2 separate regions of the Rattus norvegicus genome follow, and region 1 is linked to region 2. Evidence: chromatin contacts called from public Hi-C data. All regions are on one chromosome and are shown on one strand. Each heading gives the region's core, a stretch centred on a gene start, on an enhancer-like site or on the middle of the called end of the contact. The rest is flanking DNA. Distances are from core to core; before and after follow the strand shown. Region 1 holds the start of Htr6 (5-hydroxytryptamine receptor 6). Region 2 has its middle 16 kb from the start of Otud3.

What was found. Hi-C and Micro-C count contacts between places; a contact is called where the count stands out from the background.
Region 1: a contact with region 2 is called in a Hi-C map of Schwann cells, with 7 times the contacts expected there. The contact joins the promoter of Htr6 here to the enhancer-like site in region 2. A contact is called at or near these places in 11 of 12 Hi-C or Micro-C datasets (the A7r5 cell line, the Rat2 cell line, Schwann cells and 6 more) and 1 of 1 datasets of contacts at active chromatin or transcription factors (oligodendrocytes).

What each region holds. Positions count from the first base shown.
Region 1 is chr5:156,589,794-156,596,694 of GRCr8, reverse strand. Htr6 (5-hydroxytryptamine receptor 6) reads left to right here and starts at 1,548. Exons shown (of 3, transcript NM_024365.2): 1 at 1,548-2,579. The coding sequence starts at 1,866.
Region 2 is chr5:156,458,309-156,465,142 of GRCr8, reverse strand. No RefSeq gene overlaps it. Among named protein-coding and RNA genes, the nearest start is that of Otud3, 16 kb to the right of the region's middle. Within about 2 kb of position 4,527, at least 1 of the 93 cell types and tissues checked has an H3K27ac peak or open chromatin away from gene starts, as enhancers often do. A contact at or near this core is called in Schwann cells, where this site is marked.

The sequences.
Region 1 (6,901 bases), core at 299-2,798, 130 kb before region 2:
GCCGGTCTCTGAGTCTCCATCCAGGGACGACCTTCTGTTCCTCGGGTTACCCAGTGTGGAGTGAGGGATAGGGATGTCTTTTGCGAGCTGCCGCTGACTCCACCCACCTTTGGGCATGAGTGGATACCGTGACAGGACAGTTAACGCCTTCTTTCTGGCATTTATATTTCTGGCATATATATCCTGGCTTTAGAGTTGGGGGTAGGAATCTGGGTAGAGATATTCCAGGACAAACCAAGGCCATGAACGCAGTGGGCTCTTCTAAGTGGGAGGTATTTCCATTTCGGAAAAGACATCCACCAGGTTCTCTTCATATTGCTGTACATTTTCTCTCTCCCTCGTCCTCTTCCTCCTTCTCCTCCTTTTCCTATAAAAATGGCCACTTTACGTTTCCGTTGAGCGTTTCTTGCCCGTTTCCTTGGCTAGAATAGAAGTTCACCAATGGGAAGCATCATCTAATGTAGTCTAGATGGTCCAGAGCAGTACCTGGTACCTACTAGGTGTGAAGAAAACTTGGTCATCACTAGGAGGCGCTATACCCTGCCCCCGTTTGCAGCGGCTTCCCTTCTAATGGCTTGGAGATTCCCAAATCTCACACTGAGACTTGGAGTGCCAACAGGTCAGGGACGGGGACCTTCACCAAAATCACTCAGTGTTGTTGGAGAACGGATGGGGGGAACTCAAAGGTGAAGAGTGGCAGAAATTATTTACCCATTGTATAGATCCAGAAACTGAGGCTCAGAAGGCTCTCTAACGGCTTGCTCGGTATTTTCCAGCTGACTCCCCTTGAAAGCGTGGTGACTCTCACAGTGAGTGGCCCGACCCCCCCACTGGGGAGCAGTCTCCAGGTACATACAGGTCACGTCCCCCTTCCTTGAGTTCTGCCTGCGCCATCACATGTGGGCAGGGAAGCCGCAGGCGGAGGTGTGGGGACTGCGGGCTCCCGGGAGCGCTCGGAGCATCCTTCTCCAGGCCTTGGGTACCATGACCCGGCTCGCCTGCTAGAGGGGCTCGGCTCTGCCCGCCCACCGCGGGGCGGGGCGCACCCTCGGAGCCTCCGGGATCGCGCGTGGCAGAAGCGTCGCGGGCTCCTGCGCGCTGTCTCCCGGGCTCGGGAGCCCTATGTCCGCCGCGCCACCAGCCGCCTCCTGTAGTCTCCAACCCCGCGGCGCTTGCCGCAGTCGCCGGCAGCGGATCACCGGCGAGCGCCCAGGTAGGGAGCGCGGGCGGGAGGCGGCCAGGCGAGCCGGCGCGGCTGGGAGGGCGGAGCGCCGCGCTGCGCTCTTCTGCCAGCCCTCTTTCCCCGGCCAGGTCTGGCCCGGCCCGGTCCGCGGCCTCCGGTACCGGGGATCCTGCGGTGCCTCAAGGCGAGAGGAGACCTGCTTTCCGTCTCCGGGCTGCGCTTCTGCTCTTGGGCCACCCCATTGCAACCCCCACGCGCGACAGCTGGTGATCTAACGTACTCACACGCCCACCCTTCTCGGAGAGACTGCCCCGGCCGGAAGGCGGGAGTTCGGCTCCTGCTCCCACATCCCCAGCTGTGCCCCTAGCCAGGAACCCCACCCCCATCTTATGGCATCCCCGGTGGCCCTATTCCATCCCAGGGCTCTCATCCAGCCCCAAGCTAACTTTCATTGACTCGTCACATCAGTACCCCTCCCCAAACTTCTTACCCGAGTACTCCAGGTGGCCCTGCCGTAGGAGGCACCCCTACAACTCCTCCCGATCTCTTGAAATCGCTGCTCGATGACCTAAGAACCCCGTTTTGCCAATACTACTCTAAGGTGCAGCTTCCTTTCTCCTCCTTTGCCTTCACCCTGTACCTGCAGTCACCATATCCCGTCTTGGTCCTCAACCCAGTCCCCATGGTTCCAGAGCCAGGCCCTGTCAACAGTAGCACCCCAGCCTGGGGTCCCGGGCCACCGCCTGCTCCGGGGGGCAGCGGCTGGGTGGCTGCCGCGCTGTGCGTGGTCATCGTGCTGACAGCAGCCGCCAATTCGCTGCTGATCGTGCTCATTTGCACGCAGCCCGCGCTGCGCAACACGTCTAACTTCTTTCTGGTGTCGCTCTTCACGTCGGACTTGATGGTGGGGTTGGTGGTGATGCCCCCAGCCATGCTGAACGCGCTGTATGGGCGCTGGGTGTTAGCTCGAGGCCTCTGTCTGCTTTGGACTGCCTTCGACGTGATGTGCTGCAGCGCCTCCATCCTCAACCTCTGCCTCATCAGCCTGGACCGCTACCTGCTCATCCTCTCGCCGCTGCGCTACAAGCTGCGCATGACAGCCCCGCGAGCCCTGGCGCTCATCCTGGGTGCCTGGAGCCTCGCGGCGCTTGCCTCCTTCCTACCCCTCTTGCTGGGCTGGCACGAACTGGGCAAAGCTCGAACACCTGCCCCTGGCCAGTGCCGCCTATTGGCCAGCCTGCCTTTTGTCCTCGTGGCGTCCGGCGTCACCTTTTTCCTGCCTTCGGGTGCCATCTGCTTCACCTACTGCAGGATCCTTCTGGCTGCCCGCAAGCAGGCGGTGCAAGTGGCCTCGCTCACCACGGGCACGGCTGGCCAGGCCTTGGAAACCTTGCAGGTACCCGGGGTGGGTTTGGGAGACCTGGTTTTTGGGATGGGGAGAAATAAACCTCCATTAGACCAGTGGGTGACTGCCTCATAGTAAGCGCTGGCTGCTAATCCTACAAGGCTGCGGCTATGCCTTTCTAATGAATTTCAAGGACTGACTGTGCCGAGATATGCGGACTGTGGTGAGCTGTTAAACGTGGATGTGGAGGAGGAAGCTGGCATGCTTCTCCATGACAGGCACCATCCTGTATCACATGTGGGAAACTTAGAAAGCATCCTCTCTTGTCCTAGCCACTGTCACCTTTCACCAGGCAGCCTTTGATAGACTTCTCTCTCCCACTGCAGTCCAGTTTCCCAGTTGGAGCCAGAGACACTGAAAAGAAGGTGGTTGTGTTGCTTTCCTGCTACAAACCTAGCTCTCCACAAGGCAAAAACCCACCTCAGAATATGGCCTGAGGATGCTTCTGGGCCGAACTCTAACCCTCCCTTTCTCCTTTCTCCCTCTTTTCTTCTCTGTCTACCAGCCTCAGGGCCCAGAGGACAGTCCTCAAAGTTGCCAAGCATAACTCTGTGCCAAGATTTCTGGCCTTACTTTGAGAGGGGGCCTCTCAGAGCTTCGGCTGGTTCCAAATTCACTATGTAGCTGAGGGTGATCTCGAACCGATGATCTTCCTGCCTCTGCCTATAGTGTTGACACTATAGGTGTGCACCGCCATGCCTGGCTTCAGCTCTCTGTGTTTGCTGTTCCCTCTGCCTCAACGCCTCTCCCTGAAGCTGCTCTTGCTAACTTCAGCAAACTTCTTCCTAGGCTGACCCTGACCTCTGGGTCTGAATGTTCACTGCCTTCCTGACGCCGTTGCCATCGTGTTGATTCAGCCATACTGGCTCCCTGGCTCGGGGCTGTGTGAGGCTAGGTCAGATTTGGCCTCTAGTACACATAGTTCAATAGTTACTTGTGAGTGGGGGCAGCCCCCTTAGCTCAAGCAAGCATGGCTGCTCTTGCCAAACAGGTAGCACTGGGGTCCTGGCTGAGGTCTACCCTGGCCAGCAAGATGGAGGCTCCCTAGACTTGAGCTCCTGGTAAAGGTCGCAGCTGCTCTCTGCAAGGACATCTTGTAGTCTCAGGTGAAGGAGGTTCTTGGAGGTTGGTAGCCGTGGGGTGAGGTTGGTAGTCTTGGGGTCACTGAGTGGCAAGAAACTTGGGTGAGGTAAAAAGATAGCAGCCCCAAGACCTGATCTTCCCAAGTCCGCTCATTTAGGACAGTGGCATCATGAGTGGACAGGCGTCCTGCCTCTGTTCCCAAGCTGTCTGTGGTCTTGATACAGTCAGGATAGATGTAGGCCTTCCACACTCTTTCCTTAGAACTTTGGTATTTTCTTTTGGTTTTCCTTTTAATTATTTATTAGTACACTGTAGCTGTCTTCAGACATGACAGAAGAGGGCATCAGATCCCAGTACAGATGGTTGTGAGCCACCATGTGGTTGCTGGGAATTGAACTCAGGACCTCTGGAAGAGCAGACGGTGCTCTTAACCATGGAGCCATCTCTCCAGCCCTCTTTTGGTTTTTCAAGACAGGGTTTCGCTGCGTAGTTCTGGCTGTCCTGAAACTTGCCCTGTAGACCAGGCTGGCCTCGAACTCAGAGATCTGCCTGCCTCTGCCCCCTAAGTGCTGGGACTAAAGGTATGTGCCACTGCTTCCGCCACTGGTGTTTTCCTTTTTCTGTAAAGACTTACTTCATTCCAGCTTGGTGATTTGCTCCTGCCTTGTCACAATTTCACTGACTTTTCCATTTGTTGGCCTGAGGCTAAAGAGGTGACCACACCTGTTTCTCACCTATGTGAATTTCCTGGTATCTGAGGCTGGTGGCTTCTCCTCAGGAACCCCAAAATTGAGTGAGCTACACGTCAGTGTTTGAGATGTAAACAGATAATATCTGATGTCTCCACATAGTAAGGGATTGTTTCTTACCCTGCAAAGATGTCAGATGCCTCAGTGGTTAAGAGAGCTTGCTGCAAAGTCACGAAGACTGGAGTCTGGATCCTGGCACTCACGTGGAACCGGGCATCCCCATAAACACTCGTGACTCCAAGGCATTGGGGTTTGTCTCCTGGATTCTGTGCACGTGAGGGTGAGCATGCAAGAACACTCATGCACACACTCATGCACACACTCATGCACACACTCATGCACACACTCATGCAAACACTCATGCAAACACTCATGCACACACTCATGCACACACTCATGCACACACTCATGCACACATACATGCACACACTCATGCACACACTCATGCACACACTCATGCACACACTCATGCACACATACATGCACATGTATACACACCTATTTTTTTTTAAAAGATAAAGGTGGGTATAGGCACTTGCCACCTAGCCTGGAGACCCAAATTTTATCCCTGGGAACTACATGGTAGAAGGAAAAAAAACTCACTTCCATTCATGTCCTCTGACCTCTGCCTGTGTGCATGGCGCTGCACGGCTGCTCCTGGGACACCTCAGATCCCTTCTGTGTGAGGTGTGAGATGGCTTGTACACACACACACACACACACACACACAGAAAGAGAGAGAGAGAGAGAGGCAGAGAGAGAGAGAGGCAATATTAAGTCCAAATGGAAGCTCCTGAGTTCTTGAAGATGTTGATCGACTGTGGCACAGGCTTCCCAGGGTCTACCACTGAGCTCCACCTTGCTCTCAGAAATGTGGGGTGGAGGGTGGGGCATCTCTCCTACCGCATCTTTTTAAGCCCCGTCTTTTTATTTCCACGAATGCGTTCAGTTTTCTTTCTTTCCTTCTTTCTTTCTTTCTTTCTTTCTTTCTTTCTTTCTTTCTTTCTTTCTTTCTTTCTTTCTTTTTTTTCTGGAGCTGGAGACCAAACCCAGGGCCTTGTGCTTGCTAGGCAAACGCTCTACCACTGAGCTAAATCCCCAACCCCCACGAATGTGTTCAGAAAGAAAAGTTCCTATCTCTTCCAAAAAAGAAACACCAGTAACCCTCGCCACAGGCAGTCGTAGGAAACACAGGACAGGGACTTTGGAGGCCCCAGCGGTGTCACTACAGTGCTTTTGTGTGTCCGTTATGCCCGGAGCCTGAGGCCAGCTTTCTCATTATGAGTTGGGAGAGGGTTCTTAGGAACGAAGAACATGTTCTCTGCTGCTGGAAGACGGCTTGCAGCTCACACCCTACATTATTAGTTTTAAATTTTAATTTATTATTATTATTATTATTATTATTATTATTATTATTATTATTATTATTTGGGGAGGTGTTTCAAGACAGGGTTTCTCTGTGTCCTGGCTATCCTAGAACTCAGTCTGTAGACCAGGCTGGCTTCGAACTCACAGAGATTTACCTGCCTCTGCTTCCTGAGGGCTGGGGTCAAAGGTGTGTGCCACCACCACCAGGCTTTAATTTATTAGTATTGTGTAATTATCATCATCATCATCATCATCATCATCATCATCATCATCATCATCATCATCATCGTGTGTGTGAGTGGACACATGTGTGTGCTATAATAGGGCAGAAGACCAGGTTCGGGAGTCTCTTCTCTCACCTTGTGGGAGCTAGGAGTCTAGTCAGACTCCATGCAGGGCCTTTACCTTCTGTGCCCTCTCGCAGGCTCTGTGAGTTTTAAAAATGTTCACCTGCATGGGCACTCTGTACCAGAGATGGAGGATGCTAGAAGTTAGGCTGTCAGACGCCCCGGTCTCAGCAGGGCCCCGACACAGATGTTCTTTTGGTGAAATAAATCAGCAGGTACCAGGGTGGCACCTGGTGACATCAGGGCCTGTGCAAGGAGTCACCTCCTACAGCCATGCCATTGTCCTGAGCACGCTCTGTCAGGTACCCAAGTTTTGTCTCCAAAACCCCTGCTGAGTGAACAAGACTCTCTCAGCCTTGCTTGATGACGGGGAAACTGAGGCTCAGGGAGAGCAGGCATGGCTAAGTGACCCTTGCTCAGTGACTGACAGTATACCATGTCCCTGTTGGCTGCTTCCCCAGGTCCTCCCTCACTGTTGATCTGCCAGCCCCGTCTGCACCCTAGGGCTCCGACCTGACTCTATTGATGTCTCCCAGCATTCTCTCTGCAGTGGTTCTGTTTTGTCTCACGCCTGGAAATGCTACCTGGGTGCTGCTAGGCCAAGCCCTGCCCGAGTACAGACAGAACTCTGATCTTTCCAGACTCCAGACTTGGCCCTCAGGGTCTTCTCCACGACAGTGAATGGTGACCTCCTTTTTCTGGTCTCGCAGGTCAGGAACTCTGGAGGCAGCCTGGATGAATGTCTCTTTGCTGCTTACACTGCGTA
Region 2 (6,834 bases), core at 3,278-5,777:
TGCTTGTAGGTGACCCCTGTTGTTATGAATCCAAAAGTTGGGGTGAGGGGCTGGTACCTCTGTTTGCTTGAAACCAGAAATCCTGCTGATAATCCCATCTCAAGGATCAGGGTTCATCTTTGTAATAAACATCCTACAGTTTTTTTTTTTCCTTTTCTTTTTTTCGGAGCTGGGGACCGAACCCAGGGCCTTGCGCTTGCTAGGCAAGCTCTCTACCACTGAGCTAAATCCCCAATCCCAACATCCTACAGTTTTAATGCTTAAAAAAGAAGAAAGAATTCACAGAAGGGGACCCCCATGCCAAGTATCTGGCTGACTAATAACCAGAAGAAACAGATGAACAGAAGAACAGTGCTAGCTGGACAGCCATCACATGTGTGCATAATTTATCCCATGACAGTTGGGGGCTACCTTGGTGTCTGCCAAAGGAGGGGCTGCTAGGCAAAACCTAGTCTTAAGCATCAATAAACTGTAAACCCATGGTTGGGGCTGGAGAAATGGCTTCAGTGGTAAAGAGCTTGCTGTGTAAGCCCTGAATTCACTCGATCCCCAGGAAACTATGTAAAAAAGCTAAGGATGGTAGCATTCTGTAATCCCAACACTGGGGATCCAGAGACAAGCAGATCCCTGGGGCCGGCTGGCTCTCCAACCTCAAGCATGTATACCTTGCACATGCAAGCGCACATGCATATATGCACGCTCAAGTGTAGTCACACACACACACACACACACACACACACACACACACACACACACAGACACGGAGCTCCAGAGTTAACAATCCACAGTTATATGTGACAAAGTGGACAGGTCTCAAGAAGTGTCAGGAGTGGGCGTGGGGGGACAGGTTGGCTGAGACTTTACAGTTTAATTCCTTTGGGGAAAATTAAAGACAACACAAACAATCGGGGGTTCTGTTTTCAAGTTTCCACCTACATCCAAGTAAAGGAGGGAAGAGAAATTGCTTGCATTTGCACCGGATCTGTCAGGGCTGGTGTTGGTGGCCAGACGGAAGAACAGAACCAGACCTAGAGGATGGAGGGGAAGGAGGGGGGGAAAAAGTGATAAAATAAAACAAAGTAACAAAATAACAAAATAAAAACAAACGAATGGTTTTTTTTTCTCCAGTTGTCCAATTAAGGCAACCACAACAGCAGTCACCTGATTGAATTCAAAGACAGGTGAGCCATACACCCTTTGGCAGGAGCCTATCAAGTATCCCGGTTAAATTTGCATTTCTGAGAAATGCCTCGTCGTAAAGTTTATCAGGTTATTGTTGTTGGTAACTTGGTCCCTCATTCCTTTGATGACATCTCTAGGTGAACCCTGGCACTAACTCTATCTGTGTCACTAGATATGGCCAAGGCTCGGCCCTCAGCAGGACTGTAAGTGATAAGGGTCTCTCTGGCCCTTTCTAGTAATAACCATTCCTGATATGCGTTTAACCCAGGCGATGTGAAAGTCCCATTCTTTGGAGCATTCCGAGAGGCAGGGAGAGAGCTGGCAATGGGAAATCATGGGCGTGATTGCCCTTCCAACCTTGGTGCACACGTGATCACAGCACACGTGAGGTTGAAGCAGGAGGGATGGCAGGTTTGGACCCAGCCTGTTTCACATTGAGACTGGATCTCAAAACCTCAGTCTTCATGAAGTCTCGGTTCTGGGGTTAAGTGGTTGCTTCCCTTCTAAGCCTTTGGGTTTCCATCAATAGAAATGGGAGAGAAAGGAGAAGCCAGATCCCTCACAGGGTCATGATAAGAGAAGAGGACCAGGAGGGGGCCAAGGAGTGCAGCCACTGTATACACATATGACACATGAGTAAAAAAAAGTACAGAACAGGAGAGCAAGTCAATGGCCAAGTCAATACCATGAAATTGATCGTACCGTGCTGGGCACATGATAATCAATAATGCCAATTATCATTGAAGATTTAAATAAGGCTCTGTGCTTAAGTAAACTGCAGTCATTCACAGGGCCATACACACAACAGTAATAAAACACTGAGCAATACAGTGAGGGAGAGGAATATGGAAGAAAGAAATGCAACTTTCACTTCTGTGCCCAGCACTGAGGAAAGTCATGACAGAAATTCAAACTGGAACCTGGGAGCAGGAACTGGAGAAGGCATGGAGGAAAAGTATTCATGGCTTGTTCTCCGTGGCTTGCTTGTTCAGCCTGCTTTCCGATAGCACCCTAGACCACTCCTCCTAACCCTTCCTAAGTTTGGGTGATTCCGTATTTGCCTCTTCAGATTTAAGTGTTCAACAGATAGAATTGGGTACTGTATTTTGGAGGCCTCTTATGGGTTAAGGTGTTAGCAAGCAAACAGTGGGGAATGTCCCCTAAACTTCTCCCAAAATATCTCTTCTCTCTCTCTCTCTCTCTCTCTCTCTCTCTCTCTCTCTCTCTCTCTCTCTCTCCCCTCCCTCCCTCTCTCCCTCTCCCTCCCTCCCTCCCTCCCTCCCTCTCTCTCTCTCTCTCTCTCTCTCTCTGATATGTACATATGAAAGAAAAAAACTGTAGCTATTGAGCTTCCTTCCTAGAAGCCTTTACCTCAGGAGAGGGTTTTACCTCAGGAGAGGAGGGTTTTACCTCAGGAGAAGGTTTTACCTCAGGAGAGGGTTTTACTTCAGGAGAGGGTTTTACCTTAGGAGAGGGTTTTACCTCAGGAGAAGGTTTTACCTCAGGAGAGGGTTTTACTTCAGGAGAAGGTTTTACCTCAGGAGAAGGTTTTACCTCAGGAGAGGGTTTTACTTCAGGAGAGGGTTTTACCTCAGGAGAAGGTTTTACCTCAGGAGAGGGTTTTACTTCAGGAGAAGGTTTTACCTCAGGAGAGGGTTTTACCTCAGGAGAGGGTTTTGCTTCTTTGGATGTGGAAAGAGACAGCTCTAACCGTGTTTGCAGTCAGAGTGCCCTGTCAGAAAACAAGGTCTACTGGGGCAAGGTTGTTCCAGCAGCCAGGCCACTGAGGCTGACTTCATGTGCCATGGAGACCATCTCAAAGGGTGGGCCTCTGTGCTGAGTGTCTCTGTGCTTCATCCCGAGGTGAGATGGGGATGGCCCTCCCCGGAGCTGCCCCTCGACAGCAACTGAACTTCCCGCACCGTTGGAAAGAGAAGAACAGTAAAGTGACCCGTGGACACGAGCCTAGCTCTTGGCTGTCTGGATGGCGGGATGGGTGTTCCCAAGTGTGTCCAGGTTGTCATGTCAACCTGCACGTCAGTCAGTCTGCAACTACGCTGCTGTTTTCGGAGAGATCCCCTGCTCTCCCTAGCGTCCTTTGATCTGGGGGTTCAGCTTCATGGCTGTGACTGCTTTTCTATTCTTTATGTTTACATGTTCACGTGTGGGGTACATTGTGTGTGTAGATGTGTTTGCGCTCATGTATAGGTAAGGGTCCCCCCCAAATCTGGGGAGATCTTGTATGTGTGGGTGTGTGTCAGAGACAAGAGTGGCACTTTTCGTGGAAGTCCTCAGAACGTTTAGAAGTGCATTTTGGCCAGGTGGCGCCTCTATTCCCAGTGCTCAGGAGGCAGAGGCAGTGAGTTTAATGCCAGCCTAGTCTGCAGAGTAATTTCCAGGACAGCCAAGGCTGCACAGAGAGACCCTGTCTCAAAAACAAAAACAAAAACAAAAACAACCAAGTACATTTTGAAGCCATACATATGTTTTTATACAAGGTTTGTGTGTGTGTGTGTGTGTGTGTGTGTGTGTGTGTGTGTGTACGTGTGTGTACACGCCCTACCACGGTCCTTGTGAGGGATTCAGAGAACAACTTTCAGAAATCAGTTTTCTCCTTCCTCCCTATGGATCCCGGGAATCAAACTTGAGTCATGAGTTTAGCACCAGACACCTTTACCCACGGAGCCATCTTGAGGATTTTAGAGGTACATCTCATGTTGGGCAAGGAAGACAATGGAGTATCTTGGACTTCAAAGTGTCTGCTGAGGGCTGGAGAGATGGCTCAGGGGTTAAGAGCACTGGCTGTTCTTCCAGAGGTCCTGAGTTCAAGTCCCAGCAACCACGTGGTCGCTCACAACCATCGGTAATGGAATCCGATGCCCTCTTCTGGCACACTGCTGTACGTGCAGATGGAGCAATCAAAATAAACAAGTAGCTCTTTAAAACAAACAAACAAACAAACAAACAAACAAACAAACAAACTGCTGTTTCCTGACCAGACAGATACCTCCAAGCCTTGGTTCCTAATCTGGGAGTGAGTTAGGAATAATCCTTAGAGAATCCGGAGGGGTTACAAGAAAGTGCTTGAAGTGGGTCACAGAGGCACCCGTGTCACCTTGAGTTATCCATGCCCAACAAACTTATGATGAGCGTTTCTCATCCCCCCCCCCCCAACTCTCCCGGGATCCCTGGTCTTCTTTGCATTTTGCTTAGAAGTGGCGTCCTCTGGAAAATCCCCCTGCTGCAGGCGGCTTCCAGAGTTGGGGGCGGGTGTTGGATTCTGATCTCTGGAGATGATTCACCTGCTCGGGCTGCGAACTGGCAAAGTGGGTAACAATAAAGTCTTTCTCTGATACTGACCCGCCCTTGACTTCTCATTTATGGGGCTGGCAAGAAGGCTGCTCGGTCTGTAGGCGTTCTGATCTCATGAAGATAACCATACGGCAGAGGCAAGGATGGCGAAGTTTGCCGAACTGGACATCGAGCTCCAGAGAAATCCCTCCCTATTCCTGGAACCGAAGGCTTTGCTGTCATGAGACTCAACGCACACGTGGGGTAAAAGTATGGAGGTTGGTGCTAGAAAAGCAAGAGTCCCCGGATGGATGGTTACGTCTGAATCCATGTGGTGGGACAGATGATTCTCATGTCCTTGGCTTTTGTTTAACACTTTACTGTGTTGTGGTGTGTGTGTGCTTTGTGTGTGTATGTGTGTCTGAACACACATGTTAATAAACATGCATCTAACCCCCACCCGTTCCCAGACATCATGAATAGAAAGAAATTCATATTTGGATATTTAGTGATGAAACCTCTCTGATGACTCCATATTTTTGGGATATCCTTCCACAGTGCCCGTTCTAGTCAAATGTTATCCGCCATTCAAAACTAATAATAAATGTCCCTCCTCTTCCTCCTCCCAGGCCTGAGTGAGGAGGCCCGTCTCTTGGTTCCCACAACACCCTTGTCTTGGGTTTTCTTTCTTGTGCCTTACAATGGCTTCTTTATCTCTCTGTCTTTTCCTTTTCTTTACTCTTAGCAGTACATCCCGACTACAGTTTCCTCTCCCCTGCTCCAAGTCTCCCCTCCCCTTCCCCAGACCCAGGTGCTCCTCTGCACCTTCAGAAAAGAGCAGACCTCTCAGTCCTGTCAACCCGACACAGCATAACAAGATGCAAAAAGACTAGGTCCAAATCCTCCTATTAAGGCTGGACGGGGGGGGGGGGGGGGGGGGGTTGGGGATTTAGCTCAGTGGTAGAGCACTTGCCTAGCAAGTGCAAGGCCCTGGGTTCGGTCCCCAGCTCCGGAAAAAAAAAAAAGAAAGAAAAAAAAAAACAAAAAAGGCTGGACCAGGCAACCCATTAGGAGGAAAAGAGTCCCGTGAGCAGGCAAAAGAGTCACAGACACCCCACTCCCACTGTTAGGGGTCCAACAAAAAACCCCAAGCCAAACAGCTACAGCATGTGTGCAGGGTCTAGTGCAGATCCATGCGGGCTCCATGATGGCGCCTCCATGTCTGTGGGTCCCTGTGAGCGCTACTTAGCTGATTCTGTGGGCCGTGTTCTCCTGGTGTCCTCGACAATCCTTCCTGCGCCTCTTCTGTTGGGTTCTCCGAGAATCTCCTAATGTTTAGTGGTCAGTCTCTGCATCTGTCTGCTCCCATCAGTTACAGTAGGAAGGCTCTCTGACTATCGAGTTCGGCACCGATCTGCGAATAGAGCAGGGAATCATTAGGAATCATTTCTTTGAGGTTCTTTTTGGCTTTGTTTGTTTTGTTTTGGTTTGGTTTTGGTCAGTCATGTTTGGTTCCTCCCTAGGTCTCCGACCCATCCAGCTTCCGGATCCCAGTGCCCCGACCCCCTCACGATTAGATCAGCCATTGGCTGGCCACTCCTGCAATCTCTGAGCCACCATTCCCCTCAGCACATCTTTCAGGTAGGACAGGTTGTAGGTTGTAGGTTTTGTGGCTGGGCTGGTGTCTCAGTCCCACCCCTGCAAGCCTGGCCTGGTTACAGAAGTCAGTTCAGGTCCCGTAGCCTCTATTACTAGGAGTCCTTGACAGGGTCACCCTCTTAGGCAGTCCCAGGATGTTTCCACTCCACTAGGGTTCCACATTGTGCCTTAAGTGCCCACCTATTCCAGTCTTCCCTCTCTGTACTCACAATCCCTCCTGATCCTATCTCCACCCGGCCCCAGTCCATGCACAAAATCTGTTGTTCTTTCTCTTTCTTTTTCTCCACCAGAAGAGTTGCGGGGGTGGGGGGGAAGGGGTACATTTGTATCGCTCAGGAAGATGGCCAAGAAAAGCTTGCTAGAAGACGGAAGCTGTAGGTATTGCTGGGACACCACTTTTCTCACCCCAAGTAGAGAGGAGAACCATCTCCTATGCTCTCTTTAGTTACGTGGGAGACAACGTAAGGATCAGATTACCTATCATATCATACAGCCATGCTGTACCACGGCACACCCAGCTTACCCTCCAGGGAGTGGGTTCCAAAGCCCTTGATAGATGTTCCAAACTGTAAGTGCAGACGGCACCAGATATGTGTGTGTGTGTGTGTGCGCGTGTGCGTGTGCGAGTGTGTGTGAGTGTGAGTGTGTGAGTGTGTGATTGTATGTGTGTGAGTGTGTGAGTGTGTATGAGTGTGAATGTGA